2 separate regions of the Mus musculus genome follow, and region 1 is linked to region 2. The links are chromatin contacts, called in public promoter capture Hi-C maps. All regions are on one chromosome and are shown on one strand. Each heading gives the region's core, a stretch centred on a gene start, on an enhancer-like site or on the middle of the called end of the contact. The rest is flanking DNA. Distances are from core to core; before and after follow the strand shown.

Region 1 (7,213 bases), core at 2,683-5,182, 99 kb before region 2:
TGGCTCACAACCACCCAGAATGGAGTCTGACACCCTCTTCTGGTGTGTCTGAAGACAGTTATAGTGCACTTACTTATAATAATAAATAAATAAAATCACTAAAACAGATGCAAGAGAGAAGATGCTCTGCTAGAGCAAATGCATAAAAAGACATGGTAAAGGATTCTTTGCTAACAACACACGCCTAATGGCCCGCCTTGCATTGTGCCGTCGAGCTACATTTGTTGGGGCTCCCTAGAGAAAAACACACAAAAAAACCTTCCGATGGTGCACTACAGTTTCTTGCTGCTTCGGAGGACTCGGGCTGACTGACAGATGATGTCAACTGACACAGACACACGTGCTGAGATGAGACACATAGAAGACATGTGATGTTTGCAGGGTAAACAGGACTCAACGGACAGTGACAAAGGCTGAGCCTGGCTTTTGCTTATAGAGCTAACTACGACATGCCTGTGAGTCTTGCATCTTCGCTGATCTTCCAAAAGAGAGACACAACAAAAAACTCCAGACGTCTCTCCTGCTGACTTGTGCTAAGGCTGAGGCCTGACTTTCTCTACTAGGTCATGTCACCACTGTGGCTACCAAGCTAGACTACTAGTATATCCATAAAATAGTTACCAGTAGCTCTAGCTGCCACTACTAACCTATAAACTAAACTGCTGATTTCCAGACAACACAGATGAAAATTGCTCCAAAAAAACCTTTCTAAACATGGCCACTTCCCCATATCCTTGCTTTCCCACTACCTCTAATGGGTGGTGGACTAAAAGAGAGGTTAAAGCATTTAAAACCATCGCTAAAAATAAAAATTTTTTAAAAATTGAAGTTATAGTTGGTTTTTAGCTGGCTTGGGGTACATGTGAAGTTGATGTGTGACTGTGTGTGTGACTGTGTGTGTGTGTGTGTCCTGGAAGTGGGGCTCTTAGCAAACCTACATGAATCGGAAAGCCCGATTGTTACTGTCTGCACAGTTGTCCTGCCTCTCCTCATACGGCGCTTCTACTGTTGCTGTGGACTTTCTTTACAAGTTGAGCAAATGGCCTCTTAGTATGCTGCCAGCACAGTGCTACGACTCTTTGCAGGATCACGGTGTGCTGTGGCCGAGGCAGGCACATAAGAGAGGAAGAATCGTAAAAAATGCTGGTTTTAGGAAAAAAGACTATTCATTCCCAGTGTGGTTACGATGGCTTGTTCCCCGGTCCCCTCTCTTTCTCTAAAGAAAAAAAAATAAATAAATAAAAGAATTGGTCTCAGAGAAACTGGGTTAGCACATTCTAATCCCAGTGCTGGGGGCAGAGTGAGTTCAAGAACAGCTAGGTGTACATAGTGCGTTCTAAGACAGCCTGGCCTACAGTGAGACCCGACTCAAAAACATTGATCATGTTATGGCTGCAGCCATCTTCAGCTGTAACTATCATGGTTGTCATCCCCAAAGTACCCCTAAGCATCTGCATTTCCTGCCGTTTTTCTGACAAATGATACCAGGTAAGGGCCCTTAGAGCAGTACTGAGCACAGCACTGCAGAGTCAGTCTCAGGAACGCAGCAGCAGCCAGATAAATCCCTGAGATAAACAGACACACTCCAGCTAGAATAAAGTCCCTTACGGCCTGCTCCACAAACCGGCTCCTCTTTCTGACCAGTACTGCTGCGGCCTAGCACTACGTAGCTGTCAGTAAGTCCGGCTGTACTGTGTGCAGACCTGGATCTGGCTGTGTCTCCCTCAGCACTTCAAAGAAGTGCTCACACCTGAGGACTGGGTGGTCTCAAACAGGTCTCGAATAAATTTGACTCTCTTAAAGTCTGTGAGGGGGAAATTCTACAAGGCTTACCAGTCTATCCATGTATGCCCACTGTATAAACTACAATTAGGTACAAACAACAAAAAAGTGAAAACTTTTAGAAAAAGATCGTTTCTGAGACCAGGGTAAAGGGCACCTGGGAGAACAATTATAAAATCCTGAAAAGAAGGCTGGGTGGCAGTGGCTCGTGCCTTTAGTCCCGCACTCAGGAGGCAGAGGCAGGCAGATTTGAGGGCAGCCTGGTCTATAAAACAAGTTTCAGATCAGCCAGGCCTATACATAGAAACCCTGTCCCGAAAAAAGAAACAAAAAACAAAAAGAAAAATCCTGAAAAGGGTGAGTGAGCTAATGCCTACAAATTGTTCTTTGACCTCAACCTGTACACATAAAATAAATACAGATGAAATAAAATACCGTTGCCTAAAAAAATTAGAATATGATACAAGGTAGCATTTCACACTGCTGGAGAAATGATGGCTATTTATTAAATGAAATAAAAACTGTGACTAGTTGATATTTGGAATGAAATGTTGCAGACTCTGTAGTATAAAAAAACGGGACTCCTAAGCTGCTTCTATCAGAAAATGGTTCCTCGTGCCCTTGGACTTCTACAGAATCATATCCCAAATACCAGAGTCCCCAAACATTTTGTGGCTGGGGCTTTTATACAGTTCTAGCTTGTCTCCCCTATATGGCTACACACACTTTTTATTGGCTGCTTTAAATTACTGTGCAGTGGGCTAGACTGAGAAGGGAGGAAGCAGGAGGCTGCCGGAGAGATGCGGTCAGTCTGCACACCATGGGATAGGAGCTACTGAGCAACCATGTGTGTACATGTATGGACATGGACCAGACCACATGGCTGCTTCTTGGGCTTCTTTTCTGTTAGCCCTTGGAGGCTCCCTCCTCCCCCTAACCATCTGAAGCCAGCAGTGGTGGTCTATGTCTGTAATCCTGAATGTGGGAGGTAGAGACAGGATGGATGATCAGTTTATTCCAATCTGGGCAACGTAAACTCTGTCTCAAAAGAAAAAAAAAAAGGGTGTGTGTCACACATCTACAGGGGTGTGTGTCACACATCTACAGGGGTGTGTGTCACACATCTTCAGGGGTGTGTGTCACACATCTTCAGGGGTGTGTGTCACACATCTACAGTGGTAGACGGAAAGAGATGCAGATCAAAACCCTACAACTTCCCCATCGAGGCTCATGTAGGGTGGGTGGCTCACAACCATCTGTGACTCTATTCCAGAGGACCAGATGCCTTCCTCTGACCTCCGCAGGCACCAGGCACATATGTGGCATACATACATCCATACAGGCAAAACACTCATATGCATAGAATAAAATTAAAAACAAGCTAATGATAAAAAAAAACCTAATAAAACAGACCTAACTAAATCATCTCTGAGGTGATGAAGTGGAGGCTGGTTTCTTCAGTTTCTATCTTTCTGGCATCCTGGCTCCTGAACCTTCTAGCCTCAGAGAAGTCCTCCTAGTTTTCCTTTATTGGAAATCGTTCTTAGCACACTGCCTGCTGGTGCACAGGGTGTGCACTGGTGTGCACAGCTTTACTCTGGAACACCCCCATATGGAGGAGAAGTCGTGCTCACTGCTGGCTGCACAGCAGCAGGAAGCTATTGCTCATCAGGACAGATTTACAGGAGTCATCACTCACAGGAGTGACAGATGACAACGCTGTCGTCTGTCATAATCTACATTCCGAGGGCACATTTTTACCTCGTATAATGAAAGCAAGCCTTCATGGACATGTTCTTGCTAGCTTAGCATCTCCACAGCGTTACTGGCTTGTTTGTTCAAGTTACCTCCCTTGGCCAGATGGCCCTGGAGGAGATCAGGATGATAAAGGGAGTCACTGGCTAGACTTGGTCCAGATGTTCAGAGAACAAGGGAAGAGGGTAAGAGATAAGGACAGCGGCAGTGACATCATAGATCCCAGGGACAAGGCTGGCCACCTGACAAGAGGGCAAGAATGCACTGGGAACTGATGGCCTTTGTCCCCCCCCACCACCCCACCCCCCGATCTGCTAAAGCCTGAAGGCTGTAGATAAGGGAAGGCGGGTTTTAGAGGATTGGTCCACCGCCATCTCGGATCACCTGCTTCCTGTGTAAGCACAGCTTAGAGATTCCATTCTGTCCCTGCTCTTGGCATGTGTGGTGACCGGCAACAGGACTACTGTGTTCTGGTGACACTACTAGGGATACAAAGTAGCGCACCTACTGTGGATGACAGGGTGGTCCATTACAAGCTAGCGACATGACCGAAAATGATGCCCTATGCCTTTTAATCCCAGGACAGGACACTTGGATCTCTGTGAGTTCAAGGCCAACCTGGTCTATATACTGAGTTCCAGGCTGGCCAGGGCTATGCAGTGAGACCCTTGTCTCAAAAGCAAATAACGCCAAAAGCCACCAAAAGTTAGAAATACAAAAAGAAAAAAAAATCCATTGTTCAGTACAGATGCAAAATCTTTGAAAGCAGAAAGCCACACAAGTATTTACATATCCGTGTTCCTAATAGCACTGTTAATAATCTACTGCAGGACAGCAGTCATCAAATGAAGGACAGATGAACCAAGGTATTCCATCTCTGCTCCCAGAGGAGTGAGACAGTGGAGCATGCTCAGTGAAGAAGCGCTGGAAACACGGGTGAAAGGTCAGACACAAAAGGTCAAGTACACGTGGATCCACTCATGAGAAATGTCCAAAAAAGACAGAACCCTGGAGTCAAAATCACCAGACACTGCTAAGAGCCAGTCAGGAGAATTGGGGAAAGAGCTGCTTAGTGGGTAGGAGGGGTCAGTCTCCATGGCAACCTGAGGAGTCAATTATCAACCCTCTGTTCCCATCTGCTGTCCCCTGGCCTTACCTACTCCTCCCCCGAGAGAAAAAAAGACTACATATCAAAAAAAAGGTCTGGCCTGTCTTAGGGTAGAGCCTGGACAGTGAGAGACCCACAGTCTGTGAGAGCTGCCCAGTGTAAAGGCGACTCGGAGCTTAGGCAGGAACGGAGAGAATAAATCAGCTCCAGCCCTGGTCTTTTATGCTAAAATTAGTTGTTGCTTTGTTTTGCTTGTTTTAAAGCTTTATTTCTTCTTATTTTATGTGTCTGGGTGTTTTGCCTCAGACACGAAGGCCAGAATACATCCTCAGCGCCCCAGAAACTGGATTAATAGAGTTGGTACTTGCCATGTGGGTTCTGAGAACTGAGCTCGTAAGTCCTCTGGAAGAGCAAACTGAACACCTGAGCTATCTCTCCATCCCAAGAGTCAACATTTCTTTTTTTTTTTTAATTATGTATTTATTTTGTGTATATGAGTACACTGTAGCTGTCTTCAGATGCACCAGAAGAGGGCATCGGATCCCATGACAGATGGTTGTGAGCCACTATGTGGTTGCTGGGAATGGAACTCAGGACCTCTGGAAGAGCAGCCAGTGCTCTTAACCACTGAGCCATCTCTCCAGCCCCAACATTTCTTGAGTATTTAAACTATCTTATAGTAAAGTCATCCAGGAGTTTAAAAATATTAATTAAACCAAATGCCACTGAGTTATACATTTCTAAATGTTTAAAATGTGGAGCTGACACATGGCTCAGCAGGCAAAGGTGCGTGCTGTCAAAGTTGATGACCCAAGTTTAATCCCTAAACACCATATGATGGAAAGACAGAACCAACTTCCACAAGCTGTTCTCTAACCTCTATGTGCGCACATGTGTGTGCGCGCGAGCACACACACTAAATAAACAAACACATAAAACAAATGATGACTCAGCGACAGCTGTTTCTTCCAGAGGACACAGGTTCAAGGCCCCACATGGCAGCTCTTAACTCATCCAGTCCCAGGGCAATTGGATGCTCTCTTCTAGCCTCTGAAGGGACCGAGCACAAATGTGGTGTAGACATACGGGTACACCAAACACTCATAGAAATACAATAATAATTTTAAAAAAATCTTTTTACATTTTTAACTGGCTAAATTAATAAGAAGCATATTAATTTTATCTTAGCTTTGGTGCTTTCTAAAAGGAAACCGGTGCTTTCAAATGCTCACCTGGGGATTTGTTTTGAGACAAGGCCTTGCTTTATTGCCCACATTGGTCTTGGATTCGTGTACTGCTCCCCTCAAGCTTAGTCACTAGAATTAGGGGTGTGTGGTATTGAGTCCAACATGTAAGGCTTTTTTTTGTGGCAACTCTTAACCTGTATTGTATCTGGGACCCTTTTAAAAGCTTGCTTTTGATACTCCCCCTTTTCTTGTCCCCCACTCCCACTCCCACCCCTGGAGGTGAGGATGGAACCCAGGGCCTTGCACTTGCTAGGCAAACACTTTACCCCTGAGATAAATCCCCAACCCCTGTTTTGAAAACTTGATCAAAGAGACAGGTAGTTAACCAAGAAAGTTAAAGATGATATATATATATATATATATATATATATATACATATATATATATATATATGTATATATATATATATATATATCATCACATGATGAGGCAGGATATAATTCAGGCAAAAGTACATATGAGAAGAGACTATAAAGCTAATACATACACACACACACACATACATATACACACACACACACACACACACACACACATATATATATATATATACACACACAGAGTGAGTGGTAGAAGGCCTATCGATTTCCTTCAGTTAATTCACAGAATTCCAAAAAACTCAAAGGTCATTACTGACATGTTGTTAGGAATTAGGGGGAAAAAGAATTTAGGGGTTTGAGAGGTGGCTTAGTGGTTAAGAGCACCGGCTGCCCTTCCGGGATTTGATTCCCAGCACCCTCACGGCAGCTACCAACCATCTAAAAGTTCGGTTCTAGGGGATTCTGGCTTCCGTGGGCACTGCAGTCAGTACACAGACACACGTTTGGGCAAAACGCCCATACACATAAAACAAAACTAAATCTTTAAAATAAAAGGAATTTACAAAAACAAAATCAAATCATTTATCCGTACAAATAGTCTAAAAGTGGGTTGCAGTGGCCAACTGCGAAGAAAGTTGTTGTCTTGGAGGGGCCTATAGTTTGTTTCAAGGGACTTGATTGAAGTAGGAAACAAAAGTCAAACAAACCTTTGTCTCTAACTCAGAACGGCCCTGGGGAGCTGGCAGCGAGGCGTCAACAGGTGTGAAGAGAAAATCCGGAGCAAAACGTGAGTTCTTCAGGACAGCTGCCGTCTCCTCATCCACTGCAACAGCTTCGCCTTCCTAAGGGGCAGCAAAAGATGAGCATCAAACGGCACCATCTTGGCCCTTTTTGTTCTGTTTCAGGGGAGGGGGCTTGTATAATCTTGAGGTGTGAGTTCTCTCCTCCATGAGTTCTGCGACTCAAACTCAGGTTGCCAGGTTTTCACAGGCTAGCACCCT
Region 2 (7,135 bases), core at 4,047-6,546:
AATCCTACGACTTGGGAGGCAGAGGCAGGGGGATGAGGAGTTCCAGGCCATTCTTAGCAACATAGCAAACTTGAGGCTGGCCTGGGCTACATGAAACTGTCTACACACACACACACACACACACACACACTTAAAAATGAAAACTAGGGGCTGGAAAGATGGGCTCGGCTGTTAATAGCACTGGCTGCTCTAGAAGATGACCTGGGTTAGATTCCCTGCACCTACATGACAGCTTACAACTGTCTGCTGAGTCTAGTCCCACGGATCGGATGCCCTCTTCTGACCTGAGGGGGTACTAGGCACATATGTGATGATCAAACATATATGTAGGCAAAGCACTTATACACACAAAATTTAAAAATAAACAACAACAAAAAAGCAAATAAAAGCTAAAAGCACTCCCTGATTTGGACGTGCAATGTGTATAAAAGCAACATTCTGTGCTTTCTAGAACAGATGAGGGCTAATGGTCATTTCTAGAATCCCAAACATGTCCCAACAGTTAGTCACAAAAGCATCGACTCAGAATCAGGGCGTATTAAATTATTTGCCCTACATCCCATTCCATAAAAGATGTAGAAAAGCCGGTCGTGGTGGCGCACGCCTTTAATTCCAGCACTTGGGAGGCAGAGGCAGGCGGATTTCTAGGTTCGAGGCCAGCCTGGTCTACAGAGTGAGTTCCAGGACAGTCAGGGCTATACAGAGAAACCCTGTCTCCAACACCCCCCCCCCCAAAAAAAAGACGCAGTAAATCATAAACATATATTCTAAAAACAAGTGACACCTCGCCAGGCAGCCGCCGCCTGGCAGTCCTGCTGCTTGTGAAGCTGCCTCGTGACTGAGACCTCATTAAACTGCCCCCAAACAGAGCAGCAGAGATGAAAACCCATTTCCTGTGTTGCTATTAGGAACGCGGACAACAACCTCACCAAGAGCCACCTGACCCTATAGGAAAATCCCAGAGTTGAAAACCCAAAGCTGCAACACACCTCAAGGTTTTCCTAAGGCCCACTTGGTAAGGCCATGGCGCTACAGCCCTATGGGTTCCGGCTGGCCAAGGTGTATAAGATACCATACCATAGGATCATTCTTCCATCCCTGGACACCCCTAGAAGACAAGGCGGCCCCAGTGACCTCACCTCACTAGCCTCCTCTTCCGCAGGACTCTATGAAGTGTGACTCCTTTTAATAAGGACTTAGAGAGCAGAGGGCTGAAACGGTGTAGGCAGGGCACAGGCTGGGTGCAGGCAGGGCACAGGCTGGGTGCAGGCAGGGCACAGGCTGGGTGCAGGCAGGGCACAGGCTGGGTGCATGCAGGGTACAGGCTGGGTGCAGGCAGGGCACAGGCTGGGTGCATGCAGGGTACAGGCTGGGTGCAGGCAGGGCACAGGCTGGGTACAGGCAGGGCAGCTGCTTACTGTGTACTTTTGAAAGTACGAGACACTTTATCTTTTTCTTCTTAAGTTGCTTACATTTTACGGATATGAGTGTTTTGCCTACAAGTAGGTATGTGCACCATGCGCCTGGTGCCCACAGAGGTCAGAGGAAGTTGTCTGATCTCCAGGAGCTAGAGTTGTAAGCTGCCATGTAGGTGCTGGGAACAGAACCTGGATCCTGTGGAAGAGCAACCAGCGTTCTTAACGGCTAAGCCATCTCTCCCGTCTCTGATCCAGCTCTTTACATAGGTGTTAGGGAACTTTACTGACTGAGCCACTGTTCATTAAAAGGAGAGGGAGGGGAGGGAGGGAGAGGAAGGAGGGGAGGGAGGGAAGTACCAACATATAAGAACATAAATACAGGGGTTAGAGAGATGTTGCAGCAGGTAAGAGTGCTTGCTGCTCTTCTAGAAGGAGCAGGGTTCAGTTCTCAGCCCCTTCATCAAGTGGCCCATAATCGCCAAAGTAACCAACCAAAAGCACAGACTGACCTGGCTCCGTCCCTGCTTGGCTCTATCCATCCTCCCCTCATGCCGACGGTCCGGCCATCTCCTCTGTTTGACTTAGTCACACTGGGCTGGGCTGATCCCTGACTGCGGCTGATTATCCCCCCCTGCTTCTTGGTCACTGGAGGTAAGGCAGGCTGGGGAGGCCTGAGTATCAGCAACACCCCTCGGTTTTCTACAGTGACGCACATGCTCAAAGCTGTGCGTCACATGTCCCATGCCAGACAGAGCCCCCTCTGCTGCTTGAGGGCCAGTCCTCCTGGTACTCAGGAATCCCCACCACCTCAGCAAATGGGAAGAGAACCAGGCCGCCCGTGTCAAGTGCTGAAGGGCTTTTCTTTCTTCCTTTTTAAAATTTTATTTATTGTTTTTTTATGTGAATTGGTGTTTTGCGCACATGTCTGTTTGTTTATGTGAGGAAATACCCATTTCTTTGACCAGAAAGAAAAGGTATAGTTTTCAGAGGGACCTGAGCTATCAAGGCCGAGTCACTGGACTGCTTTAAGAGAAAACTGGTGAGTACCAGTTTCACTAGCAGCAAAATGCACAGGCCATAGGGCTCACCTCACGTGGCTGTCCCTTCCAGTCCACAGTGTTCAAGACGCCTGTTTGCTCCTACCTTGGCTAGAGAGTGACATTAAAACTGCTCTCTCCGCGAACAGATAAAGAAACCCTGGGTCACCGAGGAGCTGCCTGTAGGACTGAAAAACTTCAAAGAATCAAGGACTTTCTAACACTCCATGCCTACATTTAGAGATTGAAACAGACCCGATGGTTTAGGAAAGGGTGGAGGGTTGGTCTGTTATGAGAATCAAGACTACAATGGATGTAGGATGCTGTCATAGATATGGAGCTCGAAATATGGCCTAATATTAAAGTAACTGCTGCCTGATTGTGTAAGCTGTGTCGAGTTATCTGAGTAAGATTTCCGTCTGGCCCTGCTGGGGGGTAGATACCTAGCTCACACGGGGTAAGAGATGAGATTTCAGGTCTACAAGGGCTTGGCATTATTTGCTCTGCACACACAGAAAATAACTTGTCTGCCCTTGATTAGACATAGTCCTTGCTGACTAAGGGGGCAACTGGCCGTAAAGGCCCACAAGTCTTTGGGAGGGTCACAAATGCAGGAGGCTTAGGAAAACAAGGAAAAGGTGCATCTACCTTCCCTTTATTACATCAGCCATTCCATGCATAGTGATACACACCTACCATCCCAGCTCTGGGGAGGCCGAGGCAGGAGAGTCATGAGTTCAAAGCCAGCCTTAGCTACATAGCAAGCTCTCCTCTTTAAGGCCCATGACTCCCTCTCAGAACAGCAACAGACTGCTGTCAGGAGCTTCTAGCCTAGGGTTTTGCATTTAGTCAGCCATGAGCCCATAGTCAGCCAATCGTGTTTAGACATGGGGGGGCAGGGGGGAGGGGCACCGCACACGCCAAACTGCCCCTAGTTTTAATGCACTGTTCTAGACAAAAATCACATAACTGTGTTCTGTGAAGTCTCATTCTCTGATTGGCTTACGGATTCTGTGCTCTGTGAACTCTCAAATGACAAGACTGAGGTCAGAATCACACATGCATCTACTCCAACAAAAACCCTTCAGAAAACCCTAGGCTGAGGACTAGGGAGCCATGAAGCCCTTGGAATAAGTCACTCTTGGTCTCTCATGCAGCAGCCTGCAGAGAACCTCCCAAGGTTAAAGCCTGGAGCTCTCATTTCCCAGATGGGTGAGAAATGAGCCCCCAGCTCCTCAGGTTTACAGTAATCCAGCACAAACTGAGCCAGGTTCCAAAATTCAGAGCCCCACTCAGAGGTGGGCACTCCTCGAGTGCCGGAGTCCGCCCCAGCTCATCCCAGCGCTTCCCTGCATTGTACTGCAGAGCCATACTCAGGGTGGGACGTCAGGAGTGTTTGTGGTTGTCGGGGAACCAGGATGTCCAAACCCTTGACTGAAAAACCACGCACTAAGTTAGGCACTGTCTGAAACCAAAATTGAGACCTTGCGACACAGTTCAGTGGAAGCCCCTGGAATCCTGTCTGTTGAGCAAAGGAGCCAAACAATAACTACAAAGCCGGGGAGGAACAGACAGAACACAGTACCAGTAAACCCCACACTGCTTCCAGGAAGAGAAGCCAGTGTCACACACCAGCCATCTGCAGAGCCAACATCCTTTTCTGGAGGCTGCCTCAGGCTGCACTCTAGAACTAAGTCACTGGACAGGATTTATTTTTTTAATTCTTGAATATGTTTTTATTCTTTACTTCTATTTGCGGCTTCACTGCTCAAAACTTCCTACAATGGACACAGAAAAGGCAAAGGCTACAGATTTTACTTTTGTGTATTTGTAAGTAGAATACACAATACATTTCAACATAGTGATACAGTAATCTACAAAGAAATGTATATCATAGAAGAGGACACTGATTAAAGAAATACAAAGATATGGCATTATTTCTTTTCCTTTTCCTTTCTTTTGAGTCAGAGTCTTATCACATAGCCTATGCTGGCCTTTAACTCACTACATAGCCAAGGCTAATAATTTCCAACTTCCAATTCTCCTTAGCCTTCTGTCTTTCTTGAGGTCCAGGGTTTGAACTCTGCCCAAATAAGCAGTGGCCATAGATGACACAGAAACTAAGGCAGGTTACCACTTAGGGTTGTTTCAACTCACAACCTGCAGATCAGCAGCTAACAGCAAGATGTGCTAGTAATGGAGAATTAAAAGACCAGTGGTACGGCGGTGGTGGCGCACGCACGCCTTTAATCCCAGCACTCAGGAGGCAGAGGCAGGCGGATTTCTGAGTTCGAGGCCAGCCTGGTCTACAAAGTGAGTGAGTGCCAGGACAGCCAGGGCTACACAGAGAAACCCTGTCTCGAAAAACCAAAAAAAAAACAAAAAACAAAAAACAAAAAAATCAAGGGCTCTCTCTCCATCACTGGAGGAAGCAACCATTGTCTTTGACTCTGTCCTAGAGAAAAGTCGCAGTCAACAGATAGGGTCCTTTTGCCACCAGGTCCTGGTCTTTCTTCCACCGTTCTCATCAGAGATGTCACAAAGAACAAGTCACAGCCCCTAAAAATGCAGCCTCTTCCTACAGAGTCTGCAGGGCTTCAAACCCTCACGAGGGTGGGCTTGGGAGAAAAGGCCTTCCTCACCTCCCACCGCAGGGCAGAGGAGGGGGGTGCTCCCCTGCCTGTCGCAAGATTTCTACAATCAGTCCAGATAAGGATTCTGGCTCTGGCTCCAACAATATAAACAAGTGTCACCTTGGTGGCTGCTGCGTTATACACAGCTAGTTCCCTTCCAAGCTGAATCTTGCTTAATTTGCCCTGATCCCGGTGGAGTGGAGGCTAAGCTCAAAAGGGTCAGGGTGACGAGGAGCCAGAGCCTGGTCCTCTGCCACAGAGCAGGCTACAGGACCCAGCACCAGGCCAGATTGCTAGGGAATGAGTCACGGCCATTACACTCACTGGTACGCTGGAGCGCAGACCTCTTCGATTCCATTCTCCTTTTGGCAATACGGAGGTAAGACCCCTCACATGTGGTGGTGGTCCTGAAGTAATGAATGCTATCCCCCAAGTAAAGGTTGGCTAATAGTGAGCAAACCCAAAGCCAGAGGCTGACGAGTTACCTCTTCCTTATCCCCAGTCGGAGCTCTCCCCCTGTAGCTGGCCTGGGGGGGGTGGGGGTCTCAGTGCTGTGTGGTTCTCAGGTCATTTGCTCTTTGCTTATGTTGCTGGGGACAAAACCCAGGCAAGTGTGTGGAGCAGCTGCTTTAAGCTCTAACCAGTGGGCGCTTCCCCGGCCACTTGCTTTCAGACCTGAGGAGAGACTGGTCCAGCACTCTGCCTGTCTGGTCTATACCAACAAGGGCATGCGGATACCAGTCACTCAAGGATGTGAACGGCAGCTGTGGACAACAATAGGCCTATGTTGTCCTGCCCCCAAAGAGGCTAAGGCCGGAGGATTAAGGGTTCAAGCCACTACAACAAAACCCCTTCCCCCTTCTCAATTTTAAAAAAGGTTACAGCTAGCTCCTCAGGAGACCAGGAGTCGGCCTCCTTATGCCTCTTGTCATGACCAAATTCAACATGGACAAAAGACTCCAAGAAGGTCAAAGACTTATTTTCAGTCCCACTGGAGACCACATATTTCTGGTGTTAGAAACCACCTCCACCTCCACCCCACTCCTGCAGCCATGACGTAGACAATTTGGGACACAGTAGGCCTCCCCCATAGAAGACAGAATTTTAATGTAAGTTATTGTCTCCAAGGGTCTAGCCTGTGTTCCACTGACTGGAACAACTGTGTAACAATTGGACTATCGCCTGTACAGGACCTCTTGTCAGCCTTGGAACTTCTGAGCCACCTGTCCCCTTTAATGTCATGTGAGGATGATCTGCACCTAGGGAGTCTCCATCATCCACACACTGATCCTAGCGGAGACTGCGGCCCTCCCGGGTCAGGGAGAGCATTGACCCGTCCTTGCATACTCAACATGCTTTGAACCTCTTTTGCACAATCCTCTCCAGGTACAGAATGCTGATCCTAAGAGTCTTCCAGTATTACCAACCCAACACCTCCTGACACAGTCAGAACTCGAACTCACTCCTTCTGCAGGCTGAGCCCCTGCTGCTGCTGTGTTGTTCTCTAAAAAAACCACCTCTACCTTCTCAGACTTCAAGCCAGACTTTCTCTTGGCCAGAAAACCACAACAGGACAGTGTGCCTAACTGTGTGCTCTGCCTAAAACCTGGGACACAGCAGCACAACCAGAAAATTTCTACACCTTGGCTCTTCCACACACTGTGGACAACACTGCTCCCTGGTCAACACTGTAGCTTCTTCCTACTGAGCTATCCTCACTGCCCTACATGAAAGAATTCACACATTCTGAGGCTCATTTGCTCTTCACATACACTGAAGTCAGGTCATGCTCTCATCCATCCATCCATCCATCCATCCACCCACCCACCCACCCATCCATCCATCCACCATCCATCCATACATCCATCCATACATCCCATCCATCCATCCATCCATCCATCCATCCACACACCCATCCACCCACCCATCCACCTATCCATCCATCCATCCATCCATCCATCCATCCATCTACCCATCCATCCACACATCCACCATCCATCCATCCATCCACACACCCATCCATCCACCCACCCATCCATCCACCATC

What was found. Capture Hi-C pulls out chosen DNA fragments and counts their contacts.
Region 1: a promoter capture Hi-C map of liver shows a contact between it and region 2. The contact joins two enhancer-like sites. A contact is called at or near these places in 1 of 39 promoter capture datasets (the SN4741 cell line), 1 of 484 Hi-C or Micro-C datasets (bone marrow-derived macrophages), 6 of 115 datasets of contacts at active chromatin or transcription factors (CD8 T cells, differentiating embryonic stem cells, effector CD8 T cells and 3 more) and 3 of 9 other capture datasets (adipose tissue, embryonic stem cells and liver).

The regions. Positions count from the first base shown.
Region 1 is chr19:46,724,745-46,731,957 of GRCm38.p6, reverse strand. As3mt (arsenite methyltransferase) reads right to left here. Exons shown (of 11, transcript NM_020577.3): 10 at 6,920-7,054. Among named protein-coding and RNA genes, the nearest start is that of As3mt, 21 kb to the right of the region's middle. Within about 2 kb of position 3,932, at least 45 of the 459 cell types and tissues checked have an H3K27ac peak or open chromatin away from gene starts, as enhancers often do. A contact at or near this core is called in liver, where this site is marked.
Region 2 is chr19:46,626,737-46,633,871 of GRCm38.p6, reverse strand. All of the region lies in intron 2 of Wbp1l (WW domain binding protein 1 like), which reads right to left. Among named protein-coding and RNA genes, the nearest start is that of Wbp1l, 31 kb to the right of the region's middle. Within about 2 kb of position 5,296, at least 37 of the 459 cell types and tissues checked have an H3K27ac peak or open chromatin away from gene starts, as enhancers often do. A contact at or near this core is called in liver, where this site is marked.